Regions from separate parts of the Pan troglodytes genome. Here region 2 is linked to region 1. A link is a contact called in public HiChIP or PLAC-seq data. All regions are on one chromosome and are shown on one strand. The core of a region is the stretch at or near the end of the contact, and the rest is flanking DNA. Distances in the headings are between cores, read along the strand shown.

The links. HiChIP or PLAC-seq counts read pairs in DNA pulled down with a chosen protein or histone mark.
Region 2: an H3K4me3 HiChIP or PLAC-seq map of stem cell-derived excitatory neurons shows a contact between it and region 1, with 5 times the contacts expected there. The contact joins the promoter of PCDHB1 here to the promoter of PCDHA4 in region 1. A contact is called at or near these places in 1 of 7 Hi-C or Micro-C datasets (stem cell-derived neural progenitor cells), 1 of 1 datasets of contacts at active chromatin or transcription factors (stem cell-derived excitatory neurons) and 1 of 1 other capture datasets (stem cell-derived neural stem cells).

The regions. Positions count from the first base shown.
Region 1 is chr4:138,519,402-138,523,907 of NHGRI_mPanTro3-v2.0_pri, reverse strand. PCDHA4 (protocadherin alpha 4) reads right to left here and starts at 1,503. Exons shown (of 4, transcript NM_001364703.2): 1 at 1-1,503. The coding sequence starts at 1,387. All of the region lies in intron 1 of PCDHA2 (protocadherin alpha 2), which reads right to left. The region is part of intron 1 of PCDHA3 (protocadherin alpha 3); the gene reads right to left.
Region 2 is chr4:138,764,901-138,769,697 of NHGRI_mPanTro3-v2.0_pri, reverse strand. It overlaps PCDHB1 (protocadherin beta 1), which reads right to left and starts at 3,189. Exons shown (of 1, transcript NM_001024133.2): 1 at 656-3,189. The coding sequence starts at 3,112. The coding sequence ends at 656. LOC134809982 (a long non-coding RNA gene) reads left to right here and starts at 2,034. Exons shown (of 2, transcript XR_010157022.1): 1 at 2,034-3,700.

The DNA.
Region 1 (4,506 bases), core at 254-2,753:
ACACTGTGTACTCGGGCTGCGCGAACGCCGGAGCGTTGTCGTTCACATCAGCCACCTCCACAGAAACACTGGCCGTGGCCCACAGCGAAGGCGAGCCCCCGTCTCGCGCGGTCACCACCAGCTCATAGGCTGACACGCTCTCGCGGTCCAGGGCACTGTCCAGCACCAACGAATAGTAATTCTTGAAGGTGGACACCAGCTTGAAGGGGACGTGGGACGTCAAGGAGCAGGTAACCAGCCCATTGACACCCATGTCTTTGTCGGACACGCTGATCAGGGCGATGACTGTACCCAGTGGAGCGTCCTCTCTAATTGGAAGTGACAAAGACTTGAATTCCAAATCTGGGACATTATCGTTGTTGTCTTCTACTTCCACAATAACTCTACAATGGCCAGAAAGTGGGAGCTGTCCCTTATCAATGCCCTCTACAATAATTTCATAGGATTTGCTTTCTTCAAAGTCAATATATCCCTTTACAATAATTTGTCCAGTAATTGGATCTATGTGAAACTTGGATTTCACATTTGGCGAAATATCATTTGAGAATGAATAAATAATGTCCCCATTCAATCCTTCGTCTAAATCTGAGGCGTTAAGTTTAATTACCAATGTTCCATTAGGAACATTTTCTAGTAATCTCACCTTATAAATGGTTCTGTCAAAAGCTGGGGCATTGTCATTGGCATCCAGTACTGTGATGAGTAACTGAACGGTGCCAGTCAACTCGGGTTTGCCTCCATCAGTGGCTGTGAGCACTAAAAAAATCTCCGGAGCTTCTTCTCTGTCTAAAGATTTCCGTAATATAAGCCCAAGACCTTTTACCAGCTCGTCATCAGATGGTTTTTCCAGAGAAAAGTATTCATTTGGGCTCAGTCTGTAAGTGAGCAGGGCGTTCTCCCCGATATCTGCATCCGAGGCGCCCTCTAGTGGAAACCGAGAGTCAAGCGGCCTGGATTCCGCGATGGACAGGTTCTTTTGTGTTGCTGGGAACACCGGCGGATTATCGTTAATGTCCCTCACCTCCACGTCCACATGGAAAACCTGCAGCGGCCTGTCCACGATCACCTCCAGGTGGATGCTGCACTCCGCGCTCCGCCGGCACAGCTCCTCCCGGTCGATCCGAGAATTCACAAACAAAATGCCATTCTGCAGATTTACCTCCAGAAGGCCTCCGCGGCCCTTGGACGCCACCCGGAACAGGCGCGGCACCAGCTCCGCCAGCTCCAGTCCCAGGTCCTGCGCGATGCGGCCCACGAAGGTGCCGTGTTTGGCCTCCTCGGAGACCGAGTAGTGGAGCTGACCGTTCCCTGCCTCCCAGGCTGAGAGGAGAAGAAGTAAGAGCAGCAGACGCCGGGATTCCTGGCCGCTTCCCCAGGAAAACTCCATCTTTAGTGCACAGTATTTTGTTCTGATTAAATATCGTTTCTCAAAGTCAAGGGAAATCTTTTAATCGGTCAGTCAAGTGCAGCTGCATCCTCCATGTTTCAGACTCCAAAGAGTGCATATGGTTCCTTCCAGTAAGAATAGAAGGAATTTTCCCTTCTTCCTCCTTCTCTCATGTATTTTGTGGTAAAGAGCGACATCATGTGGCTCCAAACCGTAAGTAGCAATTGTGGAAACCCACACACACTCTACTATAAACTACTTGGTTTTATTTATTCTTTCAGTCTTTTCGGAGAATAGGAATACATTTTGTACTACTGTGGTACACATTGTACCACTGATTAATTGAGTGTGGTCCTTAGTTTCGCCATAGGGGCAACTTTTACTTCAGTAGAAATAATTTTTTCAACACAGGTTTTAAGTATTACAGAGACCTAACTATACACTTTGTAAACATGTAACTGTAAACTGTTGATTAGAAAAATTCATTACAGATTCCTGTGTTCCCAAGAATTCCAGGGTTTTTTTTATTATTAATGATAACACCCTCTTCACCCTAGTATTTCTGGTGTTGTTGACTTGAGGGGACTGGTCTCTAGGGAAATTCTGGTGCCAAGAACAAGCTATTGACAGGGAAATTTGCAGATGTTTTATAAAAGGATCAAAGACCATCAGCATTTAATTAGATGTCTTCCTTGAGTCATGTCAGGGCTGAAAGTGCAAGGAAGCAGGAAGTTATAGCAAATAGCTTGCATGGAAAAGCATTCCAAATAATTTTATTCATTGGAACTCATTTGCTCCCATGAGAAACGCTGGTATTCTCATTTTGACTCTTACAGTTTATAAGTACTTGCTTGTTCTCCAGTATGTAATGTGCCTAAGCTTCTATTTTCTCCTATAGTGCTTATATATTTTAGCCAAACTGAATATTTCCTGCTTCCAATAGCATTTTTTAATAAACAAGCATGTTCATTTTGTCCTGTCTATAAGTAATCCACATCATTTCTAAACTCTTCTAAAGCCAATTTACCCCATTTTATAACCACTTAAAACTTCCCTGACCCATGAAGAATGTCATGATCAAACCAATTGAACAGGTATTTTTTCTTCTTTTACAAACTGCAGCACCAGGGTGGAATCGCGTGGGCCATTTTTTACATTAATTTATCTCTTATAAGCATTTGAGTATGTGTGTCCTTTTTTGGAATATATATTTTAAAGGGAATAGTTGTATCTTAATTGTTTAATAGCTCAGAGGGACTTACCTAACATTTGCTAAATATTTACCCTGCAGAAAATGTTTGTTTCCTTCCATTGCCTAATAAAATGCATTAATTTAAGGTGATCGCATATCTAGTTGGGAAAATGTGGTGTTTCAACAGCCTCTATAATTTTCTAAAGATACAAAAAAAGTCTCTAGACATTTCCCCAATTAAGATGTATTTCAAGTTCAATGTTGAAAACTTGGGTTTTAGCTTAATTTTTATTCTAATTCTTGGTAATCACGATCTTTGAATCATTCTGGGTATTAATGGGGAATGAAGACTTCCCAATAAATAAACCCACAATACATTTTCTTACATAAAGAAATTTAATATATAAAGACATAATGGTAGCCATTTAAAAACTTTCCTTGCCTCCTATATTCATAAAGTTATTTTCATCCTGTTTGTCTAAACAAAAAATCAATCTAGTGAAAATAGCTTTACGCTCCCTCTCTATTGAAGAACTACACTCACACAAACACACACACACAAAAACCAAAACAACAACAACAAAAAACCCCACCAAATTTCTGAATCAAACAGAAACCAGGGTACTTTCACTATGTGGGGACCCAAACTATATTTTTGCAAAATGATCATTGACATCAAGCACATTGGAAAAAAGGAGGAGGAATTCCATTTTCACCCATTTCATTTGTAATATTTTCATTTACCAGGTATTTTAATGTATAGATGGGGAATGCAGCAGAATAGAAAACGATGTTTATTTGGTAGCTATTCAATATTTATTTGGCATAGCATCAGTACATCTGTGAAGTGAAAATTCCAAAGTCTTCAAAATGTCTTTGCCAAGAGTCTTGTTAGACAATAGTTTCAAGAGGCAAGCTGGATTTGAAGATTGAAGTTCCATATCTGGGAAGACAAGTACTTTGGCTGACTCTATTATATTCAAGAAGCTGATAACAGAACTAAATTTTTAAAATACTGACCTGAGATGGACACACTATGGCTACTACTTCATGGACAAGGGAGCAACAAAGGATAGTGCCAAAAAAGGAAATAAAGAAAATGGAAGTGAGGGAAAGGAGAGGAGTCAAGAAAAATATCTATTTTACGTGTTAGACCTCCCACACTGTCAATGAGTATTAACCAGGTTTCAGTTGGTTACTATTTCTCTCCAGTGGTAGGGAAACTTAAATGGGAGTCCAACTAATTGCTAGAGGAGATAACCAAATATGTAGGGGTAGTGATTAGAAAAAAGTCTACCTTCAATTTCATTTGGTTCTGGTTATTTGGAGTTTTCTACTTATTGCATGGCACACATTAATAGGCAGGATGCTATTCAGAGAAGTTAACCAGTAATAACATTATAACATTGGCTTATCAAACTTATTTCATATTAGCATCCTTAGTATGGTATGCAAAAGACACTAATGAATAAAAAGTTTTGCTAGTAGGGATAGTTTTAAAATTAGATACCATAATTATTTTCAAGATATTGTTCAGATTGAAAATTATTTTTAACAAGATTTAAAACATTCTTTTAAAATGAATATATAAATATACTATACAACTATTAAATTTTCACTTCATATTGATATTTTAGTTATTAGTAATAAATTTTAACATATAATACAGTAGTATTATTAAAGTAGTATTAAATAAAGTAGTGACAAACTAAAGATGAACAAAGATGCAATTCTAAATGCAATTGTTATTCTCGATTTTTTTCCAAACTGGGAAATCAAGAAACAATAAACGGTATTGCCAAATTAGAGCACAAGGCCTAAAATGAATCATATTCAAGTAAAAAATAAGGATTGAGACTCCAAACAAGTGAATAAGAGAATAAAAGAGGTTCCATAAAAGACAACAGGTGTAATGATCTAATTTTTG
Region 2 (4,797 bases), core at 1,940-4,439, 240 kb before region 1:
TCTCCACCCTTCCTCCCACCATGATTATTTGTGAAGATCACCATTTACCAGGCATTTCCATGATTATGATTATGAATGATTGCAGGCAAGGTATTGATCAAAGATAATCACTCATCAGGGACAAGAATTTAGAGATTCCTGAATAATAAACTATATCTCTGCTTGTCAAACCTAATCACTTCCCAATATATCAAAAAGAGAAGGTAGTTCTCTTCCCTATGCATGCATAACTTTCTACTGGAAAATAATTTAGAGGCAAATAAAAGGATCTCTCTATGGAACTAAGTATTTCCTGGGCCAGGACCAATGAACTTCTAAGGAAAATGTGAATAATGGCTTATTCATTACTTGCTAGCACAGAGATGGAAAAGCAGAAGTTCCTACCACATATGCATTTATAGAGGGTGACATTTCTTTAAACAGAATTCCAACTGGAGAAAGGGTTATAGATATATGATCTGGGGATCAGGATAACTGCTTTGTATTGAGTAAGCCTAGCCTCACTCTGGGTTTCCCATTTTCACCAAACTAAGTACTCTTATCTTTACTAAAGCTGCAATCTACTACCAGTTTTTGTTTTAATGAGGATGTAACATCTTTGCATACCAAGTATAAAATTTTGCTTCTCTTGTCTCACTGAGCCTGTAAATAGGAGCTACATATAGTCATCAGATACCTGGTCATGGCCCTCTAATCTCTGAGACTTATTCCTATCAGAATTTGGGGGCAAACTGGAGCCAGCCTCCATTTTTATCTCCCCAGTGGCATGAGGGAAAGGAAAGTTGGGCATAAAACGCTTAAGAAAGCGAAACTCACTATTACCAGTGCCAGTGGCTGAACACATTTCATATGGACAAGGCCGAGATAAGGATCCATTGCCTTGTCCTTGTACCAGGTTGTTAGAGAAATTACAGTCATCATAGAAATGCTCTTGAATTGTGAACTTTTCTCTATATTTAATCTTTTGGTAGACATGTATAATGAAGATCACTATGACAGAGAGGAGAAAGAGAAAGGAAAGGATGACCAGAGAAATGACCAAATATTTAGTGGATGGATTTACCTTTCTAGAATGCCTGGTTGGATCCTGGAACTGCAGGTAGGGCTCTGAAAAGCCATCTACCAGCAGGATGTTGAGTGAGACAGTAGTGGAAAGAGCTGGTTGGCCGTGATCCTGAACAAGAATGATCAATTTCTGCATCATGGGGTCTCTCTCAGATATCTGCCTTAATGTATGGATTTCTCCATTTTGTCTTTGAACAGAAAATAACCCAAGGTCAGTGGCCTTAAGTAGATGATATGAAAGCTAAGAATTCTGACCTGAGTCACCATCCACAGCCACCACTTTGGTCACTAGGTAGCCTGCCTCTGCAGACCTGGGCACCAGGTCATTGCAGGGCAAGGTGCCGTTCTGCAGTGGGTATAAGATCATTGGACGATTGTCATTGTCATCTAGGACAACCACTCTGACAGTAACTTGGCTACTCAGTGACAGGAAGCCCCCATCAGTTGCCTTTACCACAAATTGAAAATCTTGAATGGCCTCATAATCCATGGTTCTCAGCGCGTAGAGCTTCCCATTGTCTGAATTTATGGATATGTAAGCAAAGACTGAAAGATCTCCGTTTTTTGGAGGCAACAGAGAATATGTTATTTGGGCATTCTCACCCAAATCAAGATCCTCAGCATGGACTTTGCCAATAAAAACCGCAGGACTATTGTTTTCTCGAACAGTCAAGATATAGGAATCTTCCCGAAATATTGGAGGATTGTCATTAACGTCGGATATTAGCACCTCTATCATAGTCTCGGCGGACAAGCTAGGTGGTCCAGTATCCATGGCAACAAGGGTGATATTATAGCCTGAGACCTCCTCCCGATCCAAGCTTCTGTCAGTGACCAGTGAGTAAGAATTCCCAAATGTAGGTTTGATTACAAAGGGAAGGTCTTCTCTGAGGAAGCAGGTGACTTTTCCTCCCACTCGAATGTCCCGGTCTCTGATAGTGAAAAGGGCTACTACTGTCTGTGGTGGTGAGTCTTCAGGGAGTGGGCTGGACACAGAGGAGACCATCACTTCGGGAGGATTGTCATTCACATCCACCACTTCTACCAGGACTTTGCTGTGGGCAGAGAGGCCTCCACCATCTGTAGCTTGAATGTCAATGTCGTATGTTTCAATGGCTTCAAAATCGAGAGGGCCTCTTAGTCGAACCTCTCCATTTTGAGGGTCAATCTGAAACGTCTTGAGAATTGCTTCTGGGTTTTGAGCTAAAGAGTAAGTTATCGCTTTGTTGGTGCCCTCGTCTAGGTCCACGGCAGTCACCGTGGCCACCAAAGAGCCATTGGGGCTGTTCTCTGATACCTGGGCTCTGTACACCAGTCGCGAGAACTGGGGCACGTGGTCGTTGACATCCAGAACCACCACGTGGATGTGAGCTGTGCCAGACTTAGGCGGGGACCCGCCGTCCACCGCCGTAATTGTCAAGTTGACTTCAGGCTGCTTCTCTCGGTCCAGGGGTTTGTTCAGCACCAGCTCAGCATATTTAGGCCCGTGGCTGCGGAAGCGGGTGTGCAGGTGGAAATACCCATTGGCACTCAGGGTGTAGTTCTGGAGACCGTTAAGGCCCACGTCCAGATCCTGGGCGCTCTGCAGAGGAAAACGTGAACCCAAGGGGGTGCTCTCCGGAATCTTTAAAAGCGGCTCCTTGTTTAGGAAAACTGGGGCATTGTCATTGATATCAAATACCCTGACCTCGGCCCGGAAGGACTGCAGCGGCTCCACCAGGACTACTTCAAAGTGCAGAACACAAGGGTCGGCTTTGCCACAAAGTGACTCCCGATCCAGTTTCTCCTTCACAAACAAATCTCCCGTCTTGCGGTGGAGCCGGAAATGCATTTTGTTGCCCTCGGAAACCAGCCGCGCCCCGCGCGCAGCCAGCTTCCCTACCTCCAGTCCTAGGTCCTTAGCTACGTTGGCCACAAACGAGCCGCTCTCCATTTCCTCCGCCACTGAATAGCGGATAGTTGTCGCACCCCCCACAGATATGCACAGAAAAATGAGAAGAGATCCCACTTGCCTGTTTTGCAAAGATTTTCTGCGTGTACCCGCCATCAGTTCTCACAAGCGCGCTCTCTGCAATCAAAGCCAACTGTTGCGGATATACTTTCACTTTTCTGCAACAGGTTACTGCAACAGCAGCTCCTCGCTTCACTAGCCTCTAACTGCAGCACCACCAAAGGCTAGCCGAGCCCATTAAGCTGTTTTGCACTTGAAAGAAAATTTGCATTGAGCGACTCAACTCCCCAGTCTAGCGAATGTATTAATAGATATGTTCTCATTCCGGAGAGTTAGGTAGAGGTTGAAAGTTTGTTGCCAAAGCAACAACAGACTCACCTGTTAATTCCCTTTCAGGAAAAAAAGTCCTTGGGAATTGAGAAGCCAATGAGATTAGTCGTTCAAGCTGAAGTCATTCTATCTGCTAGCTGTCTGGAGCCACTGAAGCTGTGGGCGAACAGCAACAAGTTTAAGCTACATCTGCACACTCTGCGGTCCAGAGACCAAGAAAGAAGCACAAGGATCCTGCAGAGTCTTCCGAAGCCCAAGCCAAATATATGAGGCAGGGAGCTAGAGAATGTGGAGGAAGTGGTCAGTAGGAAAAGGAAAGGGAACAGACATTCTCCTTCAGAAACTTGAGGTCCAGTAAGTACACTGACAGGGGACTAAGCCAACTGACCTCTTGATTTGCACTACGCTATCATGCTACTTCTACGTATTCGCTCCGCCCCCCTCCAAATATCTGTATACACGTGCACAAAAGGAGCAGCTGGCTTGTCACTTATGATTATAATGGCAATAGTATTTATTGGATATGATTTCCATGTACTGAGACTATGACAAGTGATGTACATGCATTATTTAATTTAATACTTGCAACAACTATATGGAGTAGACATTATTAAAAAAAAAAAGAAAAAGAAAGTGAGATGGGAGAGGTTATGTCAAGGTCCCCTACCTAGCAAATGTTAGAAATAAAACTCAATTTAATTTTGTCTGACTCCGAAGTCTATGCTCTTAATCAGTACACTACTCTGCTTCCCAGATAATATAATGAATAAATCAAATGAAGATAAATATTTGGTTTTGGATTTTAAAGCAAATAAAATAAGATTGCTTACACATATTGAAAATGACCTAATAGAAATATAGGAGATATTTGTTGAGAGTTTCCTTTATGATCATAGGATAGTAGAATGTTTAATAAGACATTTCAGAAAGATGAGAACCAGTCTCCTTCTCACCCATCCTCCACTTTAAAAAAAAAAAAAAAAACAGATGAAGAAACTAAGGCCCGAAGTGATGAAGTCACTTGCCCAATTCATACAGCTACTCATGGCAGTGTAAGAACTAGAACTTGTCTTCTAATGCTGTCTCATGCTCATTACCTAAAACATTTGATTTCTCATTTGTGCTCAATACTTTATGTCCCAGGTGCTATAAAATTATGGCCACTTAACGGAAATCTAGCTATATTTTCCAATAGGAAAAAAAGAATGAAAGTAGAAAGTGTACAGAACATTAATTACATCCTGACATGAGGGAATTAATGAATCTCTCAATCTCTGTCAGTTATTTTAACACTTGGCTTAATTGTGCATCCTTAAACAGTTTAGTTTTGCCTCTTTTGAAAACTATATATCTTACTTATGAGTAGAAATAAAACAAAACTATATATCAAGTAAAGTGTACAGTAGGTAATCCTTTGAATTTTGTTTCTTTCCCTCATTTTTTAGCTCAAT